Regions from separate parts of the Hordeum vulgare genome. Here region 2 is linked to region 1. A link is a contact called in public Hi-C data. All regions are on one chromosome and are shown on one strand. Each heading gives the region's core, a stretch centred on a gene start, on an enhancer-like site or on the middle of the called end of the contact. The rest is flanking DNA. Distances are from core to core; before and after follow the strand shown.

Evidence for each region. Hi-C and Micro-C count contacts between places; a contact is called where the count stands out from the background.
Region 2: a contact with region 1 is called in a Hi-C map of seedling, with 5 times the contacts expected there. The contact joins the enhancer-like site here to the promoter of LOC123403375 in region 1. A contact is called at or near these places in 4 of 6 Hi-C or Micro-C datasets (leaf and seedling).

The regions. Positions count from the first base shown.
Region 1 is chr6H:515,589,169-515,595,393 of MorexV3_pseudomolecules_assembly, forward strand. It overlaps LOC123403375 (probable RNA-binding protein ARP1), which reads right to left and starts at 1,664. Exons shown (of 6, transcript XM_045097315.1): 1 at 876-1,664; 2 at 651-774. The coding sequence starts at 1,166.
Region 2 is chr6H:515,724,900-515,731,515 of MorexV3_pseudomolecules_assembly, forward strand. No RefSeq gene overlaps it. Among protein-coding and RNA genes, the nearest start is that of LOC123403375, 140 kb to the left of the region's middle. Within about 2 kb of position 1,807, at least 3 of the 3 cell types and tissues checked have open chromatin away from gene starts, as enhancers often do. A contact at or near this core is called in leaf and seedling, where this site is marked.

The DNA of each region.
Region 1 (6,225 bases), core at 414-2,913:
TGCAAGCTCAGACCCGTCGATCATAACCACCATTGATTGATTCTCCCACTACTCCCTCCTCCATCAACCAAAAAACCTTAATTGGTTCCTAACCATGAAATTATAAATACGATACTCTAATTGTATCAAAATCGTAGTCATATCTCCAACTGAAGAAGGGCCATATTTGTGGAGGCCGGAGTGGTAACTGATAGATACAGTTGCAGTAACTGAATGCAGAGGCCAGGCTGGGTCGGCCACATGAGTGTGCATGTCTGACAGCCGGAGCATGCCGCCCCTCCCCTCCCAATGCAGAGACCAAAGTGCTCCAAGTCGTCGTCCTGCTTCGTCTGGGCTGGCGCCCCAGTCTTTTAAAGCTTTTAGCAGCTGGAGCTGGGCCCCGCCCATCAACGCGGCGTTAATGGGATCCTCCTCCCTTATCATAACCCGCTGGCTAACACGCACGCAAGGAGGAGGAGGAAGGAGAAGGAAATACGCGTGCCCTAATCAATCAAGCTTATCCTGCTAGTAGTCGCGTACGGCGGATCGCCGCTGATCATGTCGCCGTTATTACTGCCATGCACATGCGCGAGCAAACGGAAGGGAGGGAGAGGAAAATATAAAGGAGAGGGCATTGATTCGGTGTTTTTTTCTTCTTCGCTGTTGCTCACCTCTCTGGGGCGACGGCCGCGGCGGGCCCATGGACGCAATGTTGCAGTTGGCGCGCCGGCCGGCGATCATCGGGTTCGGGTTCTGCACCGCCTGCTGCGCCGACTCCGGGTCCCGGAACGTCACCTGCACACACACAGATACAGAAGATACAGAAGATGAGACCAACAGATCGCCGGCGATGGCGTGTGCGTATCGGCGAGAGGGAGGGGAAGGGGAGGGCGTACGAATCCGTAGCCCTTGGATCGGCCGGTCTCTCGATCGGTGATGACGACGGCCTCGAGTATCTCGCCGTACTCCCGGAAGTGGTCGTGCAGCCCCGCGGACGGCGTCTCCCACGCCAGCCCGCCCACGAACACCTTGGTCAGCGTCGTGTCGCCGAACCGCGACCGGTGGTACGGCACCCCGCCGCCTCCACCACCACCTCCACCTCCACCTCCTCCGCCACCCGGCGCCTGGGCCGGCGACGAGGCGCCGCCCGCGGGGGACGACGACGATGCCGCCGCCGTCGCCGCCATCTCTTCTAGGCTCTAGCTGTAGCTAGCAAGGACGCAACCGCGCGACGGAGTCGACCCCTTGTTCGCCCGCGGTCCTCGCTGTTCCGGTCTTGTGGATGGATGGAGGGAGGAGTCGCCAAAGTATTTTGCCGGGATGAAACAAAACTGTGGAGGGATAGCTGAGCTACCCTGGACTCTGCGGGAGACTTTACCCGATCGGTCCGCGGTCAGCCTAGTGGTTTCGGCCGGGCCGGTTCGGCCCGATCCGGCAGCCTCCCTTGCACCTGACGACTACTACCCCTCCTACTCGCTCGATCCCGGCGGAAAGCTGCTCTTCCATAACCCAGCCTCCGCGCCTCGGAAGAGATGGGGCGGGAGGAGGAGGAGGATATCACAGCTGGGAGGGGAGGGAAGGGAAGGGGGCGGCCGTGCGCTGGAAGAGATGGTTCGTTCCCGGGGTGGGATGACAGCTGCATGACCTTTTCTAGAGCCCCATATAGTTTCCAATGGCCATACGACTACACGATCGACCTACCTCTGGTTGTATTCCATTGCGTTGCGTTCAAATCAAAATCCTTTTTCCTCGCGCTGGAGCCGTATCATCGCAGCCACCTTCCCTTCCCTTCGCTTGCCCGGCCCCACTTGGGCGATTCGCCGTGCCCCGACCCGTCCCTCTCGGCCGATGGATGGATCGCTCCAGGCGGGAACGTGGTGATTAGCAGCGCGCGCGCCAAGCGGCGGCACGTCTGCTGCGGCTACGCGCGTGTGGTGTGGTGCGGTGCGGGTTCCGCTAGCTATTCTAGCTAGGTGCACCGCCTCTTGCCCTTGGTTGGGTTGCGGTTGCTTGCGGGCTTGTTTCTCCTCCGGCTTGCCCGCGTCGGACACGCCACTTTGGTTTTCGCCTCGTGCGCAATGGCCCCACACGCTAGCGCCGTCCCACTGTACGTACCGTGGCGAGATTAGCTGCTCGAGCGTGCGTGCGTGCGTGCGTACGGAATATTTTGTGCACTAATGGTAGTCTGTCTAGCTGATTAAACACTGGTGGTAGTAAAAGCGGGGTGATGTATAAGGAATGTGTGCTCGGGGCTACGTAGACGGGTGCGTGTACCGGTCGTCATTTGTTGGTTGTATGTAGGAGTACGTACGTATTACTATGATAGTTAATTAATGGGAAGGGAATTTGTGTGGAAAGAGCAACAACCGGGAGCGGGCTGTCGTGGATATCACTAGGTGCGTCGTTGGCGACTCTTCCTCGCGCTGACCGTGGAGATGGTCGTTTCTCTCGGGCTGGCAGTGGCAGGGAGGAAGGTACGTCCGTCGTTGGTTTGTTAGTTATCCACGAGATTATAGTAGAGTCATCGGGGCGATGTCAGCGGCGCTTCCGTCCGCTGTGCTGGCTGGTGCATTGCTGCCGTGGACGCCATTAGTGCAGGATTAATAAGGGATGTACGCTTTGACCTCTCGGCACAACCTTTGATCCAATGTGGTTCTCTTATTATAGGGTAAATGTCTTTCCGTGTGTTTGGATGTAAACATTGAGCCATGGAATTCGGTATTGGCATTCGTTAGCCCGAATACCACAGTTTAGGTGGTCTAGATATTGGACCGTGGCATTGAAGCTCGATATTCGGCGCAGTGAGCAAACGCTTTGCACCCTTTTCTTGAATTCTTTGGTCGTGAGCTTGGTTTTGGGCTGATTTCCTCGCCCGCGCCATGCCGCGCCGCATATCCTCGCCCGTGCGCCCTCGCACGTCGCACCGCATTCTAGCTAGCCGCCGCCGGTTACTATCGATGCTGGCCTCGGCCACAGCCGCACCACCTCCGACCTCCTCCCTTTCCGGCTCCGGCCTCCTTCCTTTCCGGCTCCGGCCTCCTCTCTCTCCTTCTCCGACCTTCTCCTTCTCCGGCCTCCTCCCTCTCCGCCTCCGGCCTTCTCCCTCTCCGGCCTCCTCCCTCTCATGATTTGGATAGTCAATTGTGTTCACAAATTTCTAAATGCCCAATTCCGTACGTTGTGCATCCAAACATGATTTGGCATAGTTCCTCCGTATGAATTCCAGGAGCCCAATACATGAACATCCAAACACTATGTGTGACATTGAAGCTCAATATCAATGTCTTGGATATTTGGCATTGGAGTCAATTCTGTTGGAAATATGAGCAATTTACCAAAGGATTTTATTAAAAGAAAATCTAGGATAAACCTAACCATCATAACTAAGACGGAAGAAGACATGCAATATAGAGATGAAATGACAGAAGACAGGTGCACATATGATCTAGAAAAGAACATATGCATAACCGTTCTATATAGACAAGGTACCATAGGAAGTGATGAGCAGACACGGTACATATCTAGAAGAGATACTATAGCAAAAAGTTGCGATAGAAACTGAAAGAAGAAGAACATGAGTACGTACTGAGTTGCATCAGCAGGATTGGTGTTGGCGTTGTCGTTGGCCATGTTACCAGAGAGGTGGTCGACGTCAGGGAAGTAGTCGTCGTTCGGAAAGAAATCGTCGGTGTCCGTGATGGAAGCCAGTAGTCGCGCTGAGCGCTCCCCAAAAACCTCATCGCCCTTCTCCCGTACAGGACTCGAAGAGACGGAGTTTCGGAGGCCTACTGTCCCGACGAACGGTGCACGCTGCAAGACGGGATGAGGAAGAACGTAGCAGTAGCACAGAGAAAGGAACCGGTGGCGAGAGGAACTTCTGATGCGTTCTTCTGAAGAGGAGCGGCCTCTCTTTTATAGGCGCAGGAGAAGAAGGCGAGAGACCAGCGACGGGATACGAAACGAACAGACAAAAGCAAAACTGCAGCGTTCGGTTTCAATATCCACTAGCAAAACATTCAGCTTCTCCGAATGGACTTTTAAATACCAGTCGTGCGTGGCAAAAATTTAGTTCGACTCATTCCCGCAACCCGCGGCGCAGCGCGTCGTGACGAGGCGAGGCGGGCGGCGGAGGAGGAGCGCGCGTGTATGTCTCTATTGTTCTCAAGCTCATACATGTGTGGAAACATCCTCCCTTATAAGGAGGTCCAACTCCCACTAAACTAGCAATATGAGACTAAACATTTTCACCTCTTGCGTTGCACAAATGGGCTGCGTGGGCCTCTAGGATTTATTAGGAATTATATATTGGGCTGGCCCAAATAATTGAATAAAATTCCAGCAATCCCCCACCAGATCCCAGAGGCACACAAAAATTTGCCTTTGGTTCCAAAACACTGTTTTATATACTGATACTGCAGTGGAGACTGTTAAGTTGAACTTCCACCTAGAACTCTATGCTACACTAGTAAGCAACTTGAACAGTGGACTAGGCCTTGAACTGCAAGTTTTCTGCAAAACTAGATTCACACAGAGGTTTGATCGATACTAGGCTACCGTAGAACTTCCCCGCGGGTGGAGCTTATGCGTCATACTCCAAGACCTTTCATGAGTTTACTAGAAAGCACCCTACTCTCATAGATTGCGACGTTAACAATCAGACTCATATAGGCATGTTCTTCAAAAGATGTTCTGCAGGATAACATCTCTGCTTCAATAAGCCACTTAGAACATATTAAGATGTACATCAATCTGCCATGCAGTTTTAGGAAAGTATTGCATCTTTATGGAGTGGTATTATTAATGATAAGGATACTTTCCTCTCAGTTGACCAACAGCTTGTCTTCCACATCTAATTCACGGAATCTCCGATCACAAAGAATAGGTTACCACTGTGAACAACTCAAATTGTGGGTCTCATACCCATCTCCCTCGATGCATTTTCTATCACATTACGTGATAGACCCTTAGTAAAAGGATCTACCAGATTTTTAGATGTTTGGATATAATCCAATGCAATAACTCCGGAGTTTCTCATTTTCCTGACCGATTTTAACCTTCTCTGAATGTGTCTTGATGCCTTCATGTTATCCTTTGAGCTGCTCACTTTCGTGATCACAGTTTGATTGTCGCAGTTCATAAGGATACCCGGTACAGGTTTCTCGACAACCAGCAAGTCACTCAAGAGCCGGCGAAGTCAATCTGCTTCGACCGTAGCTGTATCTAGTGCTGTGAGTTCTGCTTCCATTGTTGACCTTGTTAAGATCGTTTGCTTGCAAGACTTCCAAGAAATAGCGCCACCCCCATGAGTGAATACATATCCGCTCGTGGCTTTTATCTCATCAGCATCAGAGATCCAGTTTGAATCACTATACCCTTCAAGCACCTTTGGATGTCCAGTATAGTGAATTCCATAATTTACAGTGCCTTTCAAATAACACAAAACTCTCTCTAGAGCTTTCCAATGCACATCTCCTGGTTTTGAGACACACCGATTCAATTTGCTAACAGCAAAAGAGATGTCAGGTCTTGTAGCACTGGCTAAGTACATAAGCGAGCCAATAATTTGAGAGTATTTCAATTGGTCTCTAGCAATTTTTCGATTCTTTCGAAGTAGCACGCTCGCATCATATGGTGTGGGAGAGGACTTGCAGTCACTATACCCAAAGCGGCTCAAGATCTTTTCCACATAGTGAGATCGAAGCAACGTAATCCCACCATCTTCGTCTCTTAACAACTTGATGTTCAGAATGACATCAGCCACTCCTAAATCCTTCATCTCAAAACAGTGAGATAGGAAATCCTTGACCTCTTTAATAACGTTCATATTTGTTCCGAAAATCAGTATGTCATCAACATACAAGCAAAGGACAACTCCCTCGCCCGCACCATGGCGATAGTACACACATTTATCAGCTTCGTTTACAACAAAGCCTGCAGTTGTGAGAGTCCTTTCAAACTTCTCATGCCACTGCTTGGGTGCTTGCTTAAGTCCATATAAAGACTTCAACAACTTGCATACTTTCCCTTCCTGACCATCTACTACAAACCCATCTGGTTGTTCCATGTAAATTTCCTCATCCAACTCTCCATTTAGGAAAGCAGTCTTAACATCCATTTGATGAACGAGAAGACCATGTGAGGCAGCTAGTGAAAGTAGTACTCGAATAGTGGTCAGTCGAGCCACGTGTGAGTAAGTATCAAAGAAGTCTTCACCTTCCATTTGGGTATAACCCTTAGCCACTAGCC
Region 2 (6,616 bases), core at 557-3,056, 140 kb after region 1:
ACCTTCGTGAGGGAGTGTTGGGCTCATTTGAAGTGTAAGATCTTCATTTGGTTAGGTGTGCAACATCTGGCGTGGACCTCGGATCGCCGGACACGACATAGTCTCCAAGACCAGCCGTCGCTGTGCTATACTTGTCACCAATAGGAGGATAATGTGGACCACATCGTGGTCCAATGCCCATTCGCGAGGGAGGTGTGAAATCAGATTTGGCAAATCTTTAGGATGAACTGCGTGATCCCATCCCAGCAGGACTCGATGGTGCAATAGTGGTATACGGCGAGGAACACCTTCCGCAAGCGACCACAACGAGGTTTCAACTCCCTCTTCATCGTCACTGCCTCGTCACTAAGGAAGCAGAGGAATGCCCGGGTGTTTAGGAGGAGCGCGCAACAACTTAACCCCACACAATTGGTGCAACAAGTTTTCAGCGAACTTGAAGCCTGGAAAAAGTCCGCAACTAGAGATCTGCATAGATTTGCGAGAGAGTAGTTTTAGATTCCTCTATGTGTTAGCGGCGGCGTTCGATCTTACCTATGTTCGCATGTGCATGATCCTCTTGTAAATTATTTTCCTACCTTCTATAAAAATTTGATACGTCATTGATGCACTCTCGAAAAAAAAGGGGGAGGAAGGGCTCTGTTTTGTCAAAAAGGTTTTTTACAAAATGATAATTTCCTTTGCTTCAGTTCCCTTTGTTTACTTCGGTTAAGTTTTCCTTTCACGTCAAAACAATATCAAAATCAAAGTTGCCGGAAAATCACAATACGCATACAAAATTCTTGTGACGCAGAAGAAGATGCACCCGGAATGATGCCAGGTATCAAATCAAATACATCAAAGTATATATGCAAGGGGGGTGACAGCAACGGATAGATTCATAGATAAGCTAATCCTCGCCGCTAATTACCAAGCTGTCCTCGGAACAATCCAGAATTAATCCAAATTCAATCCAGATGGATAGGGCTCGCAGCATGTCCTCCGAAAGCAACCGTCGCCAGTTCGGCCGCCGGGCCCAACCGCCCCAAAAGGGGGCGTTGTTCTCCCTCGCCGTCGATCGTGCATTAACAATGGAGCCGAATCGGCCGTCTCCGTCAATCATGAGCCGGGGGCAAATCTCCCTTTTTCCCTGTAGGCACTAACTAACCTCGTCTCCCTTTCTTTAACAGCAAGCAACCACGGGCCGATCGATGTCGATCTCGTGGGATTTGGAGACGCAGCAGAGGGACGACGACGCACTCCACCAAAGCGACAGTAATCCAACACGCATCCGGCTCGGGTTTTCGTCGTCCGTCCCGGGCGTCATCAGTGCGTCCTGGCTGGCCGGGCAGCGAATGTCGTGCGAGAGCGTGGCGTCCTGCGCTGGCGCGCCCCCTCCCTCCTCCTTCCCGTTTGGCCTCTTGTCTCGTTTTCTTTTCTCAGCCTGGCGTCCCTGTCGACCAGCCCGGGAAGTTCGTTGCGGTACGTTACGAGCTCGCAGCTAGCGTCCGTCGGTCCGTCCGTTTAATATGTTCTCTGCGTAGTAGTTTAATCGCCGGTGTTGCTCGCTGGCGTGCGGTGGCGCCCGGCCGGAATCGGAGCCGTGCACGGCCGTAGGTGTGCGTGCATGTATGGCCGGCCGATGCCTTGCTATTGCTAGCTGCCCTGTGATGTGCCTCGTCTCCTTTGTCGTCCCTACAAGGTTTGTACGCCCGCGGGAAGGAATCTCTACAAGATTTGCTGGCAGCCAGCGGCAAAATCTGTGCAGGTCTGTACGACTCCTGGCGCCAACGGGTATCTAGCGCTACCATCATGCTGCCGGCTAGCCGGACAGCTGGCTGTAGCGTGGTGCGTACCAGATCGCACGCAGTGCATCCTCCCGAGAGGATTTTGAGCCTGGTCGCCCTTTTTAAATACTACTCTCTCCGTTCCTAAATATAAGACCTTTTACATATTGCACTATCAACTACATACGGATGTACATAGACATATTTTAGAATGTAGATTCATTCATTTTGCTCCGTATGTAGTCTCCTAGTGTAATCTCTAAAAGGTCTTATATTTTAAAACGGAGGGAGTAGCACATATAACCGGGTGTTGCAACGGAAGATAACTCTTTTTATGAAAAGCAACATAAGAGATAATTGATGTATCAATTAAAAACGGTCTCCACATCGAGGAGCTGCAGTCTTTTTCCGGATCATAACCATCCAACTCATGTCTTTTTTTCCTCGCGATCCACCTCCTCCTCGGGGTTGTTGCTGCCTCCTCATTTGATGGTTACCGGTGACTATCAGGGAATGGTTGCTTCGACCACTGCCTCGTACTATGGCGTAACCAGATCAATTGCTAATCCCACTTTATTATCATAATCAACGCATAACCAGACATGAATGTCCCTTCTTTATCGGGGTTTATCTCTCTCAACACACTGGTAGGCACCGAAATGGCTTGTTTTTCTAAGGCACAAGTAAAAAATCGAAAAAGGCGCGTAGAACAGTCGAACCCACGACCTCAAAGACCCGAACACATGTCGTCGGCCATTCGAACAAACGTGTGCTTCTAATCCACAGTTAGCGAATATTTAAGAACATATTGGGTGTAAGATTCATATTTTTTATTTATTGCTTTTGAACTTTTCAAAATAATAATAATAACTATGAATTTTGGAAGAAAAAAAAACGAAATGAGACGAAAAAAATAAACCTCTGAATATTTTTCAAAATGAGGAGAAAATTTTGGAACTATTATTTTTTGAAAACTTAAACAAATTTTGAAAATTGGAATTGTTTTTAAAAATATTGGATTTACATAAAAAGGTAAAATAATCTTTTAAGGAAAAAAGAACCAGAAAAGTGAAAGGGAAAGGAACGAAAAATAAAAAATAGAAAAAGCACAAAAACAAAAATGGGTCGGCCTAGTCTTAGCCCCGGTGAGAAGCTACAACTATTTGCACCATCATGCGGCAAATAGGGTAATCCCGTATGCGTGAGCAAAAAATAAGTGGGCTGATTTTGTTGGGCCAAAGCAGGCGTCCCACATACTAAATTCTGGACAAACTATTTTTCCTTTTTTACCAGACAGAAAAAAATGAAGTATCAACTTTGATATTTATTTTCATTCAGCGGTGAACGGACCATAAAATCGGGAAAAGGCACCTCCCTTTAATATTAGCTATAGAGTATAGATTTAGAAAACAAAGTAAACTTTAACAGAAATCTAAAAGAAAAATGACAACCATGTGTGCATCTTCGAAATTACCCCGTGTAGCTTAAAGGCATTAAAGAACAGAAGAGTAAAAAATCTGACGTCATAATTTTAGACATGGTAAACATGTCTTTTTTTAAATGGAGGAAAAAGCTTTGTCGCATCTTATTGATATAGAAGGAGAGTCAAATAAAGTTCAAGAAGGTCCATTACATCTCAACAAATGAAAGAGAAAAAGTCTACTCTCGCAAGCATAGAAATGTTTAGCCCTTGCAAGGCCCCAATTCTTTGCCTCCTCTTTGATGTTGTCTACTAGTAAAGCAGGCATGGTCCAATTACTGCAAAAAAACTCTAGTGTTTCGCTCGTTCCATATCTCCCATGTGACAAGCATGATAAGTGATGAAATGGCCTTCCTTATGTGTCCATGTGTAAGAACCGTCGATGTCCGAATAGTGCGGATGCCTCCCAAAGTCGCAATGTTAATTCAGGCACATCGACCGATGCTTGGACAGCCACCGAAATTCTCAGGAAATATCTACAATTGAAGAGAATGTGTCTCCAGACTCACGCTCTCTCTTACATAGTTGACACAATCCATAGTTGGGTCATCCTCGCTTTTGCAAGCGGTCGGCCGTCCACACCCTATTTTTTATGACAAGCCACGCAAAAAATGCACTTCGGTGGTGCCCAATTGCTCCACATCGCAGGAACCATGATGGTAGGAATTGCCCCTCAAATTGCGTGTTGTATGGAGAGATCGCCAAGTAGACTTGGTTGGTAGTGAGGTTCCATGAAATATCATCATGGAAATGCTCTTGCAAATGGATAGGGTCAAGAAGAGCCCACGGAGCATACAACTGATGCAAATGATTGATCGAGAGGCCCTCAGAAATGTTGATCCTAGTAATCCAAGCAAGGTCAAGGAGGGCATTGATACGTCTCCAACGTATCTATAGTTTTTGATTGTTTTATGCTATAATATTATCGTTCTAGGATGCTTTTCGGGTGTTTATATACCAATTAAACTTATCTTTGAGCACTAACCTATTAACCCAGTGCCCAGTGCGAGTTGTTGTTTTCTGCATGTTTTTGGCTTTTCAGGTTTACAGTATCAAACGAAGTCCAATTGCCCCAAAACTTTTTGATGATTTTTGCCGGACCAAAAGAAGACCTGGAAGCTTCGGGGGGGGGGGGGGGGGAACCGAAGGCCTCACGAGGGAGGCACCACACATCAGGGAGCGCCCGGGGGGTGACTGCGTGATATTGTGTGGTGGCCCTCTCAGACGCCTCTCGACATACCTATCCAACCTATAAATTCTGAAATATCCCAAAAATCCTAGGGAGCCACCAGAAACACTTTTTCCGTCGTGCAAGTCATTGTTCCGCAGTGTGCCCATCTGGAGCTCTGTTCGAGTGCCGTGTCGGAGGGGGATTGATCATGGAGGGCTTCTACATCAACCTTGCTGCTCCCATGGTGATGTGTGAGTAGTTTACCACAGATCTACCGGTCCGTAGTTAGTACCTAGATGGCTATCTCTCTCACTTGATCTTCAAAACAATGATCATCGCATCTTTGCTTTGATGTATCAGATGTAATTCTTTTGTGCGGTGTGTTTGTTGGGATCTGATGAATTATGGGTTTATGTTCAAATTACTCGTGATAAAGATTTGAGTCTCCTGTGAATTCTATTATGATTCTTATTTGCATGATTATAATAGCTTCATAAATCTCTCTAATCTATTGAAATAGTTTGGCCAACTAGATTCATATTTCTTCAGAGAGAGGTGTACATTGTAGTGGGTTCAATCTGGTGGAGTTCTATATCCGAGTGGCAGAAAGGGACAAGGACACATCTTTGTATTATTGCCACTAAGGATAAAACGATGTGGTTAATTCATATTGATTGAGTTCTCTTTGTCTACATCATGTCATTGTTCTCCAAGCATTACTCTGTTTTACTAAATACTCTAGATTCAAGGTGGACAGCGGTTGATGGGTGGAGTAATAGTAATAGGTGTAGGCAGGAGTCAACATATTTTCTTATGGACGTGATGCCTATATATACATGATCATTTCCGTGAATATCACATAACTATGCGCTTTTTTATTAATTGCCCAACAGTAATTTGTTTACCCATCGTATACCTACTACATGAGAGATGCCATTAGGTAAAACTACGACCCGTGGGTCTATTCACATATAAGTTTACAAATGCTACAATTACCTTGCTGCCTTTATTTACTTTGCATTTATCAACTTTCATCTACACACTTTACTTGCTCCCAAATAATGAGTTCAAGGGGATTGACAACCCTCTTGCCCACGTTGGGTGCAAGTGTTTGCTTCTTTATTTGCAATCGGTGAAGACGGGGGCTGGTTGTTACTCCTATGGTTTCAAAAACCTTGGTTCTCTACTGAGGGAAATCCTTATCTATACTGTGTTGCATCACCCGTTCCTCTTCATGGAAAAAGCAATGCATATCACAAGTATCAATGATAATGCACGTTGGAGTTTTATTTCTATTGGAGAGTTGAAAAATCGATGAGGCAATATCCTTTGGTTTTTCCCATTTATCCATGGAAAATGGCAAAACTTGGCCAAGCGGCCATCCCCACCGGTAATGGTTGTGGCCGCATATAAGTGATCCATGTCGGTGTTGTCACAAGGGTCGCCCAAATGCACCCATGCCCTGGTGGGTTCTTTCCATTCGTACCATGCTCATCGCAAGCATTGAGCCCTCGCAAAATTCTGCTATCAAGATAACCTAATCATCCCAATCTTTTGGCCTACAGTCCAAAATCCAACTGACTTTGCATGGTCCGCCTAAAACCTTGTCGGATCCAGCCCACCGAAAAGTTGTCTCAATTTTTACAAAAGCAGAAAAGATTGCCTCCACAGGCACCAATGAGGTGATGTTGAAAGTTGCCACAAATGAGAGAACTACTTTGACAAATGTAGTTCTGCCAGCCGCAGTGACACATATCCCTTTCAAAGGAACAAATTTATTGGTCTCCCTATCAAATGAGATACCGGAGATCGACCTTTCGTAGGTCGTGGATCGACAGAGGTAGACCAAGGTATTTGAGCGAGAAAGCAGAGGGATTGGCTAGGAAACTGTGCAGGACATAGTTGGGGTCAATGCTCGAGCAATGAATGGGTGCGACAAGGCTCTTCTCCAAATTTTTCACAAGTCTAGTGACCTTCACAAGGCCGACAAGGATGGACGTGAAGTGCTTGCTACTTCTTGAGCTTGCATTGGTTTTCCCTTGAAGAGGAAAGGGCGATGCAACAAAGTATATAAGTATTTCCCTCAGTTTATTGAGAGCTAAGGTATCAATCCACTAAGAGGAACAAGCAAGGCCCCAATCGTAGTACCTACACAAACAATCAAACACTTGCACCCAATGCTAGAAAGGGGTTGTCAATACC